Linked DNA regions of Pan troglodytes: regions 1, 3 and 4 are each linked to region 2. A link is a contact called in public HiChIP or PLAC-seq data. All regions are on one chromosome and are shown on one strand. The core of a region is the stretch at or near the end of the contact, and the rest is flanking DNA. Distances in the headings are between cores, read along the strand shown. Region 1 holds the start of H3C6 (H3 clustered histone 6). Region 2 holds the start of H4C9 (H4 clustered histone 9). Region 3 holds the start of H4C12 (H4 clustered histone 12). Region 4 holds the start of H2BC17 (H2B clustered histone 17).

Region 1 (3,389 bases), core at 222-2,721, 910 kb after region 2:
TTGTTGATAAATATGGGGTACTTTTAATGAGATTTGATTAAGACAGGGTATTTACTAAAGTTGAAAAGTTCTTTTAAGATATCAGCCGGAAGGGCGGGCGAGGTGGCTCATGCCTGTAATCCCAGCTACTCGGAAGGCTGAGGCAGGAGAATCGCTTGAACCCGGGAGGCGGAGGTTGCGGTGAGCCGAGATCGCGCCAATGCACTCCAGCCTGGGCAACAAGGGCGAAACTCCGTCTCAAAATAAATAAATAAAATAAAAAAGAAAAGAAAAAAGCAAACAAAAGATATCAACTGGAAAGTTGAAAAGGCTCATGATCTCTGCATTTTCCTTTCGCACTCAGGTTTGAGACACACCCATCTGCACCTTCGTTGCTTTGACTCCTGCAGTTTAGAACCTATGCAAGGCTGTCAAGTCTGCAAGAGCTGTGTGTTAGTGCCACGGGTCTAGGTATTCCAGCTAACAACCTTAGCCTTAGACCAGTATCAGGCGCACAGAGAGTAAAGTTGACCGCACCCAAGGCGCCGACCGTCGCCGGCAAGTAGCTGGGTCTCAAAACACTAGTGGAGTAAGGCAGCCTGATGCAGATCAAAAGCGCTGGCCCCTCGGGCAAGGTGAAATAAACATCAAGGAAAGGCAAAACCAAGGCGTTGAAAGCCTATGCAGTTAAGACCTAAAATGCAGGCCACCACATGAAAGAGCGTTGAGCCAGAAAACAAGAGGATGGGTTAAGCAGGGTACAATTAAGTGGCCAGGAGTTTAGAAAACGAGAACAATGTACAAGAAAGCAGCAGAGGGCCTGAACAGCAAGACAAAGGCCAGCTAAACCAATGGAGAACGGCGTAGGGAGGCCCAGCCCTAGGCGAAAACCTGAGGGAGCTCTTAAATTTGGAAATTTAAATGAAGCATCGAGGGAACTGAATGCCACTATTTCAAATGTCTATTTGGATCAGTGCAGTTTAGTGGTCTAATGCGTCTCAAAAGATTACAGCCCTTTTCACGGACAAAGTGGTTGGCTCTGAAAAGAGCCTTTGGATTTAAGGTTTGTACTCAAAACAATTTACGCCCTCTCCCCACGAATGCGGCGGGCAAGCTGGATGTCTTTAGGCATGATGGTCACGCGTTTGGCATGAATAGCGCACAGGTTGGTGTCCTCGAAAAGCCCCACCAAGTAGGCCTCGCAGGCCTCCTGCAGCGCCATCACCGCGGAACTCTGGAAGCGCAGATCGGTCTTGAAGTCCTGAGCGATTTCTCGCACCAGGCGCTGAAACGGCAGCTTCCGGATTAGAAGCTCGGTAGACTTCTGGTAGCGACGGATCTCACGCAGAGCCACGGTACCAGGGCGGTAGCGATGGGGCTTCTTCACGCCGCCCGTGGCCGGAGCGCTCTTGCGAGCTGCCTTAGTGGCCAGCTGTTTGCGCGGTGCTTTACCGCCTGTGGATTTACGAGCCGTCTGCTTAGTACGCGCCATAGTTCATCTGCAAAGTAGGTGAGTTAGAAAGATTGGTTTGCCCCTCTATATAGGAACAGAATCACTCTGATTGGATTGTGGACAATCCCTGTTAGTGATCGGTTGCTAAATTCCGGAAGTGGCCATAGAGATTCACGATTGGTTTATTTTTTCAGTGCAAGATTCTGATTGGTAAATTTGGATAGAGAACTGGCTCTTTTAAACAAGTCGTTTTTCGTTACAGGTTTCTTTGATGTTTCACATAGAGCATGACCTGCAAAGACATTGATCATTTAACTTAATAGACTGATCCGTTATCCTGTTTAGCTATAAAAAATCGAATGTGTTTGCGTTAGAAAGTGCTTTAGAATTTTTTTTCAAAAATCTCCGGTGCTTTTTTCTGCTTCATTTTCCTGAAGTTTTTCCCTTCCCTATTCACTCATTTAAAATCCGTTGCCTAAGTATCTCTCAATGATTCCTCGTTTCATTATAGAGTACATGGCTAATTCACTCAAACAAGGTTTTCTAAGATACACTGTTAAGCATAAGGAACTTTGTGTTTCATTTGTGTTGTAGTAAAATTCTAATATCCTGGAATCCCTACCTCTGTAATATCGGGCTTGACTCAAAGAACTTAACACTATTATTTCGTTTTGTTGAAATTAAAACGTCCAGACATAATGGCAAGAGCCGTCAAAAAAAGTATTTTCAATTTAAAATCTTGAAAAAGATGGCGGCGAAGAGAGTCTTAGAAGGTTGTTTCTCTGTAAGACAACAATGGCGCAGTTTCTCCGGATCCCTGCGGGAGAGAGCTGAGGTGCACTGAACAATTTAAGACACATCCAACCGAACTTTTATAGGAACTGGACTCACCCAAATAACAGGACTTCTTAACTTGGTTTTCGCTTCCAAACTCAACAGCTCCCAATTACTTTGAAAAGGTAACAAATGTTTACTGGAAAAGATTCTTAAGGAATGACATTACAGCCTAACACTATTGTGAATTAACCTATCGGATTCCCTGTAAGGTGTTCTTTTCCTAGCCAATAAAAAGAGCAGTTTGGGAATTCCTAATTTACATACTTTTAATCTATTGGCTACTTTGGTTCAGGCAGAGTTTTGATTTACAAGTTCGCGTTTGTGTAAGCGTACTATAAATATTTCAGAGAGGGATAGTGCGCGTGCGTGCCCGTTGCAAGGTCTAGTTTCTTTTTGTTTTTCTTTCCCAGTAGGTTTTCTTTCTCATTGGAAAGCTATTTTGTAAAGTGTAGCAGGTTCGCAATGACGCTGGCATGTAGTCCAAGGCGATTGACATCATGAATATGCTGGAGCCCCCGTTCTCCAGGGAGGGGAAACGGCTAAACCAAATTTATCTCTGCCCGCAAATGCCCGCGGATGTCTGCAAGCTGGAGTGGAGAGGAGACAAAGGATGCTTTGTGCATTCCTGCTCATTCCCTGAATTCTGTTAAACCTGCCCTATTTTAGGGCATTCATCAAAATTCTGCTAACCACAGGATTGATACAATTGCACCTTTCAAGTTAGTGTCTATTTTGCAAATTTGAATTATCTTAGGACTCGTGGGCAAGTCTTGACTGAAATTACACATTGTCGTGCGTTTCAATCTCACATCTGAAATATATATGAGTCCCTTGCTTCTCTCCTTTTCAGAAAAAGAAAATTCTGTACACTTTAAATCAAGGTAAAACGGTTAGGTATGTTGGCAAAATTGTTTCATAGGAAGCAAGGGCAGAACTGAAATCCTTTTGTATAATATGATTACGTATTTGTTGGCTGGGCCGTTTGTTAATGAGAGCTATGCACCCTCTCTGCTTTTCCTCTCCTCACTCCCTACATCTCATCTTCTGAGGCCCAAGACCTGTTTATTATCTTCTGTTTTCTCATTTTCATTTTAGTTTTTTCATTTCTATTATTAGAATG
Region 2 (3,678 bases), core at 1,021-3,520:
GGGGCAATTTGAATCTATGCTCCTGGAATAATAAAAATTAAAGAAAAACAAGTTTGGGTCATAAAATCTAACATTTGTGAATTGGTTATTTGATTTGGCCTCTTTTGCCATTTTAAAATAAGAGTAATAAAATCTATCTCACAAGAATATGAGATACGAGATAATCCATGTAAAAGCACTTAACACAATTTTCAACAAACTTTCAGTGTATCTTAGGCATTACTTTCCTCTTTCACCCTTTCTTTTGTCCCTTTTGTAATACTTTGAAAATTTTAGGTATTGTTAATCATTGCTTATTTAGAAAGTAAGATCAATCTTTTATCAGGTCTTCCCTTAGCTTGCTCTTAATGCTACTCTTACAGCGATTTCAGAAAAGCCTTACTATCCAATTCAAGCCAAATCAGGACATAAGCCGCCTAAATGTTTTTGGTTTTTGTTTTTTTCCCCCCAGATTGATGCCTGCAGCTCCTGGGGAAAGTGGAAGTAAGATAACTCCTTTATGAAAAGGCAGCATTCAAAAACTATAAAAAATATAAATCCAACATTATTAAAATTTTGCACATCCAAAGATATCACGAACAGTTAAAAACAAACCCACAAGGTGACAGAATATATTTGTCACATACTGACAAAAAGTTAAAACTCAAATATATAAAGAATATTTACAAATCAAATCTCATAAAATAAAAACTGTAGAGAATCTGAATAGACCATTCCCAGGAAAGTGGGAAAATCTCCAAATAGCCAAAAATCTCATTTAGAAAAACTCCGATTTGACATTAGGAAATGCTGATAAACAATAACTCTCAAGCACTGCTGGTGGAATATGGGAGTATAAATTTAAAATACTACCCTGGAAAGCAAATTGTTCATTTTTATTCATGTTGAATATGCACATTTACCAAATAATTCCACTTCCATGTAACCAGAAAATGCACAGCTGTATACAGTGCTGTTTTGTAATGAGGAAAAAAAATCAACAGAGAAATGAATAAAGTATTTACTGACACATTAGAAAACTAGATTAATGGTAAGAATAACATAGAACTGCACATTTCAACACGGATATATTTCAAGAGCAAATGTAAAAATTCATGACGATTAAAATAGATTAGGGGTATGTGCATCTAAAGTTAAAACGCATGGGAACAGTAAACAAATTTAGAATATCAGTTTATCCTAGAATATTACTTAATTCTAGATAGGAAAAAGGGAGGGCTGTGCTACTGAGAAAGGGACATAAGGATTTTAGATGCACTTGAACAAGTGGTGTGGTCACCAGCGCATTTTGTATACTTGATATATTCCAGTATTTAAAAGGCAAACATATAAAGGAATATTATTACTAAGACTCTTAAGACTGCCCGACTGTTCTACAGTAGTAAAAGTATGGTCTGTCCCCCTCCCCCCCATGCAGAGCTCTGTGCCCGCCAAGTCCTCTTAAACCAGCCACCACGAAGTTTTCCTGGAGGTTCTAGCATTTAGTGGAGCCCATCAAACTCATTATCTCCTGAGACGTATTTGAAGGTCCAGAGGGAAGTTAATTATCTAGCCCGCCCCTATTTGGACCGCAGACCCCTTGGCTTTCTAAACTAATCCGAGCGGTAAACCGGCTGCAGGCAATTTCCAGGCAGCCGCCAGAAGTTACTGGCCAGCAGAGGCTCTTCTGGCCTTGGAAAAATCTCGGCCCAAGGTCACCTGTAGTCATCAGCCCATTTTCGGCGTCGAGTTAATCTTGTAAAATAGGATGACAGAACTCACTGACAATGGCCCTATTAAGAGACCCAGTTTGCAGTCATTTCAACTCTTTTGTTGAAAGCTTAGGGGCCCTAAAAAGGGCCTTTTTTAGAGAATGACTGGGCTTCAAAATGCCATTTAGCCGCCGAAGCCATAGAGGGTGCGGCCCTGGCGCTTGAGCGCGTAGACCACGTCCATGGCGGTGACCGTCTTGCGCTTGGCGTGCTCCGTGTAGGTCACGGCGTCCCGGATCACGTTCTCCAGGAACACCTTCAGCACTCCGCGGGTCTCCTCATAGATGAGGCCAGAAATGCGCTTCACGCCGCCGCGGCGAGCAAGGCGCCGAATGGCTGGCTTGGTGATACCCTGGATGTTGTCGCGCAGCACCTTGCGGTGGCGCTTGGCACCCCCTTTCCCCAGGCCCTTACCTCCTTTGCCGCGTCCTGACATTATCAAGTGGTCAGAGAACAAAGATCTGCTGCCTGTGATGGCAGCTTTCTTTTATGGGTAACCTCTGCGGACCAGACTGAAAACCGGAAGAGCTTTGGCGGGAAGTCCCTCTGCATTGGGGGAGGGGACCTAAAAGGGAAACAGGCCTGCTGTGCTCTACTCCCTCTTGTTCTCCTTCAGTCCTTTTTAATCCTCAAGACCTAGGCTGTTTTTCCTTTTTTCATTTAACATGATTCCTGTCTCATAACAAAAATGTTAACATTATAGAAGATACATAAAGCAAAAAGAATATTATCTCTGCATATATGCATGTTTTCCTTTAACATTATTTGTGTGGAACTATGCTATTTTGTGGCATTTTTCTCCTTAATATACAATGGAAATATACTCCATATGCTAAATTCCTAGCAATAGAACAAGATAGACTCATAGAATTTAAAGATCGTTCAGGTATATTGCTAAGTTCTTTTCTACTTATTTTCATTTCTAGTGTTTGGGGTGGAGAATTATTCCCCCAAATATCGAGCTTGGTAATGGTGGGTGCTTTTGAAAATTGAGGGTTCTCAGAAACAAGTCTAAGAATCAAGGTCCCTCTAACTTTGTCTTGTTTCTCTTCCCCAAATACAGGGAGGGACTTTCTCTGGAATTTCCTGATATGACCAAGAAAGCTTCTTATCAAAAGTAGCACAATTGCCTTCGGTTACCTCATTATCTACTGCAGAAAAGAAGACGAGAATGCAACCATACCTAGATGGACTTTTCCACAAGATAAAGCTGGCCTCTTGATCTCATTCAGATTCCAAAGAGAATCATTTACAAGTTAATTTCTGTCTCCTTGGTCCATTCCTTCTCTCTAATAATCATTTACTGTTCCTCAAAGAATTGTCTACATTACCCATCTCCTCTTTTGCCTCTGAGAAAGAGTATATAAGCTTCTGTACCCCACCACTGGGGGGTTGGGGTAATATTCTGTGGTCCTCAGCCCTGTACCTTAATAAATTTGTATGCCTTTTCTCTTATTAATCTTGTCAGTTGATTTTCAGTGAACTTTCAGAGGCCAAAAGGGAGGTTTTCTCTTGGCCCCTGCACCAGTAGCAGTTCCTGATATGCCTACAACCTTAACTAATGCTGGGTAGAACCATTTAAAGTAATCTAACTTTACTAATAAGGACTTGATTTCTTGTATATAGAAATAACTTTTCAAAAAGTTAATCAGTTGGTTAGTCAGCACAATACATTAACTATTTCCCCCACTGATTTGAGGAACTTATCATATACTGAATATATGAGCCACCGCACCCGGCCCATTTGGTGATTTTCTTGCTACTCTTTATTTCAATGAGTACCTTACAGCAATGCTTGAAGTATTTTCAAAGTATTCCACTTAAATGTCATAAAGTAAATGAAGATAAACTTTTCATTAAAATACTTTAGAAATTTTTGCATTTATGTTGCAATAAAAGAAAACTTGCCATACACCTTTGGAAAACA
Region 3 (3,596 bases), core at 1,024-3,523, 730 kb before region 2:
AGCCAGCCTAGGTCAGGAAGGTCACACAACATTTATTTGAAACTTTTTTTTGAGACGGACTCTTACTTTGTTGCCCAGGCTGGAGTGCATGGAGTGCAGGGGCTCGATCTTGGCTCACTGCAACCTCCGCCTTCTGCGTTCAAGCGATTTTCTTGCCTCAACCTCCTGAGTAGCTGGGATTATGGGCGCCCTCCACCACGCCCGGCCAATTTTCTTTATTTTTAGTAGAGAAGGGGTTTCGCCATCTTAGCCAGGCTGGTCTCGAACTCCTGACCTTGTGATCCACATGCATCGGCCTCCCTTCTGGCTGGGATTACAGGCGTGAGCCACCACGTCCGGCCATTTGAAACTCTTTTTCTTGGAATAAAGTCATCCTCGGTCTTTCCCTCCTGCACTTTATTTGTAAATGTAAAAGACAGGGTTTCTGGGCACAGCTGATTTCCTACTTCAACAGAAAAGAGGAACATGAGGGAGCTCAAGCGGCACCTTCACCATTCTAAGGAAATACAGGGTAAAAGCCACCTTTCTTTCTCAAACAGCTTCCTGAAGTGTTTCTAGGTGGAATGAGGAAAAAAATAGAAAGTCAGTTCTTGCCCCAAAAATGTGGTTGGCGAGGGAGAGAAAGGAACAGAAAGGACAGCTACAGAAAGAGTAAAATGTAAGGAAAAGAATAAGAGAACCAAATTTGAGAAAGGTGAGGAATCCCACCTTGGAGCTATCATCAGGCGTCGTCTTTTGCAGTCAGCCACTCCATAGGCTGATCACTTCGAGTTTGTACGGAAGCAGTTTCTACACGCTATTTCACAAATGCCCGAAACGACTGTGATTACCCCTCTAGAGATGGCGCCATTTGATTCCAGCAGCCACAAAGCACTAGAACAATCGGTGCTAAGAGGTGACAGGAAAAACAGGCTGCAAAGACCCAGACAATGGAATGCAGCGGTGGTCAGCCTAAAACACTGTAGAAGGGCAAGATGAGCTGAGTAATTTTTAACTGGGCATCATTTTTAGAAACTGGAGTTTAACTACCCCCCTTTCCATTTTTTCCTGAAGTCGTGGGCAGGGCGCAAGGTCTGTGAATCGGCCGACCGGATGCAGCTGGTGTGGAGAGTTCCCAATCAGGTCCGATTTATTACTATATAAACTACTGCTGCGAGGCTTGCAGTGTTGCATTTTGTTTAGTACAAGACATGTCTGGGCGCGGCAAAGGCGGGAAGGGTCTGGGCAAAGGAGGCGCTAAGCGCCACCGCAAAGTTTTGCGCGACAACATTCAGGGCATCACCAAGCCCGCCATCCGACGCCTGGCACGGCGTGGAGGCGTTAAGCGCATCTCAGGCCTTATATACGAGGAGACACGCGGAGTTCTTAAAGTGTTTTTGGAGAATGTAATCCGCGATGCAGTTACCTACACGGAGCACGCCAAACGCAAGACAGTCACAGCCATGGACGTGGTTTACGCGCTCAAGCGCCAGGGCCGCACCCTCTATGGCTGTGAAAGAGCTGTAGACTAAAGACAGTTAATTTCTTAAGAACACTTAAACGTATGGCAGTTTTGGCAAATCAGCGATTCCACATAAGCAGTCGCTGAAGTTTGAGGTTCGGTGCCCCTTTCAGCATTACTTAGTGGTTAAAAGTGACGGCTTCTCTGATACACGGCCAAATCTATAACGCCTCTCTGGCTTTTGCAAAAGTCATAGTGAAACAGCCGGTCTCATTTATCTTGTATCGATTACTTTACCGCTACAAATGCGAGGGCTGTGTAACTGACACTGTGGTCCGCAACGCCCAAAATGCTTTAATATCGCCCTTTACAGAAAAAGTCGGCCAACTTCTAAAACATTAAGTACGTTTAAATTTGAGAAATACTGGCATACCACAACGCTCGAATTTCATGTCCCCTTCAATGCCTCCATTTACAAATTTACTCTAGTTTCACTTTTCCTTTACGTTCTTTAACTTTTTGTCAAATCAGTAATGACACCTCGTAATTAAAATAATGCAAGGCAAGTTTAGATTTATCAAGCTTATATTTAAACAGGATTTTGATGCATGAAAAATCCTAGACTTTTGGGGGATTTTTTTTTGTTTCCGTTTTTGTTTTTCTTTAGCTAGCAAAACCATTTTACGTTTCTTGACCCAAAACAGAGGCGGAATGTCTCCCTTTCACTAGCAGATTAAACTGGGAGCCAATTCCGTGTGTGAGACGTGGCATGGCACAGTCTACTGTCCAATCAGAACGCGAGGGCAGCTATAAATAACGGGATGATCAGTTTTTTTCTCTCGTTTGTGTTGAGTAGGTAGGTCTACTTAGCCATGGCACGAACAAAGCAAACTGCTCGCAAGTCCACCGGCGGCAAAGCGCCGCGCAAGCAGCTGGCCACCAAGGCGGCTCGCAAGAGCGCTCCGGCCACCGGTGGCGTCAAGAAGCCCCACCGCTACCGCCCCGGCACCGTGGCCCTGCGCGAGATCCGCCGCTACCAGAAGTCGACCGAGCTGCTAATCCGGAAGCTACCTTTTCAGCGCTTGGTACGGGAGATCGCACAGGACTTTAAGACCGATCTGCGCTTCCAGAGCTCGGCGGTGATGGCGCTGCAGGAGGCTTGCGAGGCCTACCTGGTGGGGCTATTTGAGGATACCAACCTGTGCGCCATTCACGCCAAGCGCGTCACTATTATGCCTAAAGACATCCAGCTTGCGCGCCGCATCCGAGGGGAGAGGGCATAAATATTTTCCTATCAGCCCAAGAAGTCTGTCCAACCCCAAAAGGCTCTTTTCAGAGCCCCTCAATTGTCACCAAAAGGAAGCTGTAGCTTTTGAGACGTGTCTTAGCTCCATGTTAAATACAAGCTGTGGACAAAACGTGGTAGTGGCTCAACACACTATAATGCAGGAGTCAGGTCACAGGCTGTTGGTATGCTAAATCAATTTCACATACAGAACCTGCTCCTACTGATAAGGATTATCACTCAAAAAAGACATGTCATAGGGTCAATTTTACAGATGAAGTTTAGTTTTGAAAAGTATTCCTGTTTTTATCCTTGAGGAATGTATCTCCTGCGTATCTACCTGCCCCTACTGAAGGGAACAAGTAGCACAATGAGTGTCCACAGGCTCTTGTGAGGCCGAGGCAGGCGGATCACAAGGTCAGGAGATCAAGACCATCCTGGCTAACACGGTGAAACCCCCGTGTCCACTAAAAAAAAGACTGCCGGCCGTGGTGGCACGCGCCTGTAGTCCCAGCTACTCGGGAGGCTGAGGCAGGAGGATCGCTTGAACCTGGCAGGCAGAGGTTGCAGTGAGCCGAGATCGCGCCACTGCCCTCCAGCCTGGGCTACAGAGCGAGACTCCGCCTCAAAAATACAAAAAACAAAAAACAGGCTCTGAAAACTGCACACATGAGAGTGGAACAATAGACAATAAGGACTCAGAAGGGAGGAAAGAATGAATGATAAGTTACTTAGTTGGTACAATGTAAGCTATTTAGCTCTTGTATAGCCCATGTAACTTGACCACCTTGGAGCATATGCACGTAACAAAGTTGCCATTGTACCCCATGCAAGTAACAGTTTTGACAAAAAGCTCGACACTTTTGTTCT
Region 4 (3,494 bases), core at 78-2,577, 750 kb before region 2:
CCCACCCTAACATATCTGCAGCGATGCCAGACGAGATGCCTATTCTCTAAAGTGTATGGAAAATGGACACCGGTAAGTCAATGTCACCCAGGATCCGTACAACTGCAGTAAGTGGGACGGTTAATTCACAGCTTCCGGCTCATGGCGCCAGAGTCCGATGCACTCCTGCAGATAACGGTCATTTCCATTCCGGGAGAACCTCTTCGAAAAACAACCCGGATGAGACTATCTGGCAAATTGCAGCCCTTGGCGGGCTTTTCAAATAGAGCGTTGACCAATCAAAGGGGGACGTTACAGGCACTGAAAGAATAACCCGGCCGCGCGCGATGGCTCACGCCTGTTATCCCAACATTTTGGGAGGCCGAGATGGGTGGATCACGAGGTCAGGAGTTCGAGACTAGCCTGGCCAAGACGGTAAAACTCCGTCTCTACTAAAAATGCAATAATTAGTCGGGCACGGTGGCGGGCGCCTGTAATCCCAGTTACTTAGGAGGCCGAAGCAGAATTGGTTGAACCCGGGAGACGGAGCTTGCAGTGAGCCGAGATCGCGGCACTGCACTCTATCCTGGGCGACAGAGCCAAGCAAGACTCCATTTCAAAAAAAAAAAAAAAAAAACCACAAAAGGAAAGTAACCGAAAACCGAAAGCAAACTTGTAATTATAGCTTAAAGCACAACTGCAAGCCTTTTTCCCCAAGGGTATCTAAGAACCCAAGCTAAATTTGTCTGATGGAGCGTCTATACTCACACGCAAAAAGCCTAGGGAGCTTAGCTTGCCTTTTCCCGCCGTCTTCCCTCCTAATGGAGGCCGGCCGGAGCCCACCCAAAAGACTACAAGCAAAATGCACAGGCTCTTTCTCTGGAAGCGTGAGTGGCTCTGAAAAGAGCCTTTGGATTGCCGGCAGCTGTGAGAGCTCACTTGGAGCTGGTGTACTTGGTGACGGCCTTTGTGCCCTCGGACACGGCGTGCTTGGCCAGCTCCCCGGGCAGCAGCAGGCGCACGGCCGTCTGGATCTCCCTGGAGGTGATGGTCGAGCGCTTGTTGTAATGCGCCAGGCGGGAAGCCTCGCCAGCGATGCGCTCAAAGATGTCATTGACGAAGGAGTTCATGATGCCCATGGCCTTCGATGAGATGCCGGTGTCGGGGTGGACTTGCTTCAGTACCTTGTACACGTAGATAGAGTAACTCTCTTTGCGGCTGCGCTTGCGCTTCTTGCCGTCCTTTTTCTGGGCCTTGGTTACGGCTTTCTTGGAGCCCTTTTTGGGGGCAGGAGCAGATTTAGCCGGGTCGGGCATGGCGGAGGAGAGTGAAAGAGCACTCAAATAACAAGAATGAGGACAAGCTGGGTTATGCCCTATTTATTTACAAGTCTATATGCAGATGAGATTGAGAAATTCTTCTGTCTGACTGGAAGTTACTCAGATGACGTTGATATCAATATAGTCCAATCAAAACACGTATATTCAGAAACCTCATTTGCATTAAGAGGAAGCTGCAAGCTTAGCCAATGGCCCAGCTTCTTTTTCGCGCCCAGCAGCTGCTATAAAATGCGCCTCCCTGTAGGTTCCTTCCACTCACTTTCTGACTTAGGCCACAGGTCGTTTTACCATGTCTGGACGTGGCAAGCAGGGCGGCAAGGCTCGCGCCAAGGCCAAAACCCGCTCCTCCAGAGCTGGGCTCCAATTTCCCGTAGGACGAGTGCACCGCCTGCTCCGCAAGGGCAACTATGCTGAGCGGGTCGGGGCCGGCGCGCCGGTTTACCTGGCGGCGGTGCTGGAGTACCTAACTGCCGAGATCCTGGAGCTGGCGGGCAACGCAGCCCGCGACAACAAAAAGACCCGCATCATCCCGCGCCACTTGCAGCTGGCCATCCGCAACGACGAGGAGCTCAACAAGCTGCTTGGTAAAGTTACCATCGCTCAGGGCGGTGTTCTGCCTAACATCCAGGCCGTACTGCTCCCCAAGAAGACTGAGAGCCACCACAAAGCTAAGGGCAAGTAAGGGCTGAACTTTAAAAATGTAAACTTACAAGACAAAAGGCTCTTTTCAGAGCCACCCACCATTTCTACGGAAGAACTGAGCACTCTGTTCTCCAAACCTATCAGAAATTTGTGGCCGAGTTCAAGCACTGAGGTCATTACTTTCCTATTGGGTAAAATATAGGTATTGAATCAGGCCTAGTAAATACTATCCAACTGCTACCTTATAACATGAAGGAACCTCCTTCATTGTCCCCTCCCCACAAACTGTCCTGCGTCTTTAAAAAACTTGGGGCCGGGCGCGGTGGTTTATGCGTCCTTAGCATTTTGGGAAATTGAGGCAGGTGGGTGGGGAAGGGGAGAAATCTCTAGGGACCTGGAGTTCGAGACCACCATGATAACGAGACCCCTGCCTCTTAAAAAAAAAAAAATGGCTGGGCGCGGTGGCTCACGCCTGTAATCCCAGCACTTTGGGAGGCCGAGGAGGGTGTATCACAAGGTCAAGAGATCGAGACCACCCAGGCCAACATGGTGAAACCCTGTCCCTACTAAAAACACAAAAATTAGCCGGGCGTGGTGGCGAGCGCTACTAAGGAGACAGGCAGGAGAATCGCTTGAACCCAGGAGGCAGAGGTTGCAGTGAGCCGAGATCACGCCACTGCACTCCAGCCTGGGCGACAGAGCGAGACTCCATCTAAAAAAAAAAAAAAAATACCAGGCGCAGAGGCCCTCGCCTGTATTTGGCGGACTGACAGCAGAAGGAACACTTGAATCCCAGGAATTTGAGATTTCAGTGAGCCATGACCTCGCCACTGCACTCCAGCCTGGGTGACAAAGCGAGACCCCGTCTCAAAAAAAGAAAAACAAAACCCAAACAAAAGTATTTCTGGTGATCATTTGCTCCTGTGAATATAATAAATGTTAAACTAACCTTTTTGTTGTCTTCATGGGTCTTTATCAATACCAGAACCTGGTAGTTCTTTGATCAACTAAAATCTCCATCCTAATAAAATGCTGTTGTCAGAACTACCCAGATTCACTGGCAAAAATCTAATCACTGACCCAAACCTGTAATTCCGCGCATGCTAATGAAATTAAGCAATGATTTACATAATTAATCCAATCAGCCATTGGATTGCATTAAACTCAGTTAATGAAGAGGTCAGATACCATTTATTGGTATCATTTAGTCAAGCACCTATCAAACTCCTTCCCCACACCACACTGGACAAAACTAAAGTTTTGGTGTTTTAGAGGAGAATGTGCCAGCCTAAGTTTAAATTGTTTTTGTTCTGGGTCTTGGTACAGTCATTAAAAGATTTAATTAAGCAGTTACAAAACGGAACTACTTTTTGGAAATACTAGCAAATACGTTGTTCTACTGTATGTATTTTTACACGATCCGAAATAGGAAAAATGACCCATTGGAAATGAGTTTAAGAGTACGACTGACCTACACAAATTCTAGGTCAGCTTATCTTTTCATTGGGGGAATCTTAACATGATTGGTTGAAA

Evidence for each region. HiChIP or PLAC-seq counts read pairs in DNA pulled down with a chosen protein or histone mark.
Region 1: an H3K4me3 HiChIP or PLAC-seq map of stem cell-derived excitatory neurons shows a contact between it and region 2, with 5 times the contacts expected there. The contact joins the promoter of H3C6 here to the promoter of H4C9 in region 2. A contact is called at or near these places in 1 of 7 Hi-C or Micro-C datasets (stem cell-derived neural progenitor cells) and 1 of 1 datasets of contacts at active chromatin or transcription factors (stem cell-derived excitatory neurons).
Region 3: a contact with region 2 is called in an H3K4me3 HiChIP or PLAC-seq map of stem cell-derived excitatory neurons, with 2.9 times the contacts expected there. The contact joins the promoter of H4C12 here to the promoter of H4C9 in region 2. A contact is called at or near these places in 1 of 7 Hi-C or Micro-C datasets (induced pluripotent stem cells) and 1 of 1 datasets of contacts at active chromatin or transcription factors (stem cell-derived excitatory neurons).
Region 4: an H3K4me3 HiChIP or PLAC-seq map of stem cell-derived excitatory neurons shows a contact between it and region 2, with 8 times the contacts expected there. The contact joins the promoter of H2BC17 here to the promoter of H4C9 in region 2. A contact is called at or near these places in 3 of 7 Hi-C or Micro-C datasets (induced pluripotent stem cells and stem cell-derived neural progenitor cells) and 1 of 1 datasets of contacts at active chromatin or transcription factors (stem cell-derived excitatory neurons).

What each region holds. Positions count from the first base shown.
Region 1 is chr5:32,190,857-32,194,245 of NHGRI_mPanTro3-v2.0_pri, reverse strand. It overlaps H3C6 (H3 clustered histone 6), which reads right to left and starts at 1,471. Exons shown (of 1, transcript NM_001374416.1): 1 at 1,010-1,471. The coding sequence starts at 1,471. The coding sequence ends at 1,061.
Region 2 is chr5:33,104,894-33,108,571 of NHGRI_mPanTro3-v2.0_pri, reverse strand. It overlaps H4C9 (H4 clustered histone 9), which reads right to left and starts at 2,270. Exons shown (of 1, transcript XM_054686652.2): 1 at 252-2,270. The coding sequence starts at 2,187. The coding sequence ends at 1,876. H2BC12 (H2B clustered histone 12) reads left to right here. Exons shown (of 2, transcript XM_518295.8): 2 at 2,815-3,206.
Region 3 is chr5:33,838,245-33,841,840 of NHGRI_mPanTro3-v2.0_pri, reverse strand. It overlaps H4C12 (H4 clustered histone 12), which reads left to right and starts at 2,273. Exons shown (of 1, transcript NM_001374553.1): 1 at 2,273-2,758. The coding sequence starts at 2,314. The coding sequence ends at 2,724.
Region 4 is chr5:33,857,726-33,861,219 of NHGRI_mPanTro3-v2.0_pri, reverse strand. It overlaps H2BC17 (H2B clustered histone 17), which reads right to left and starts at 1,327. Exons shown (of 2, transcript XM_054686651.1): 1 at 748-1,327. The coding sequence starts at 1,295. The coding sequence ends at 915. H2AC17 (H2A clustered histone 17) reads left to right here and starts at 1,370. Exons shown (of 1, transcript XM_016955073.4): 1 at 1,370-2,910. The coding sequence starts at 1,609. The coding sequence ends at 2,001.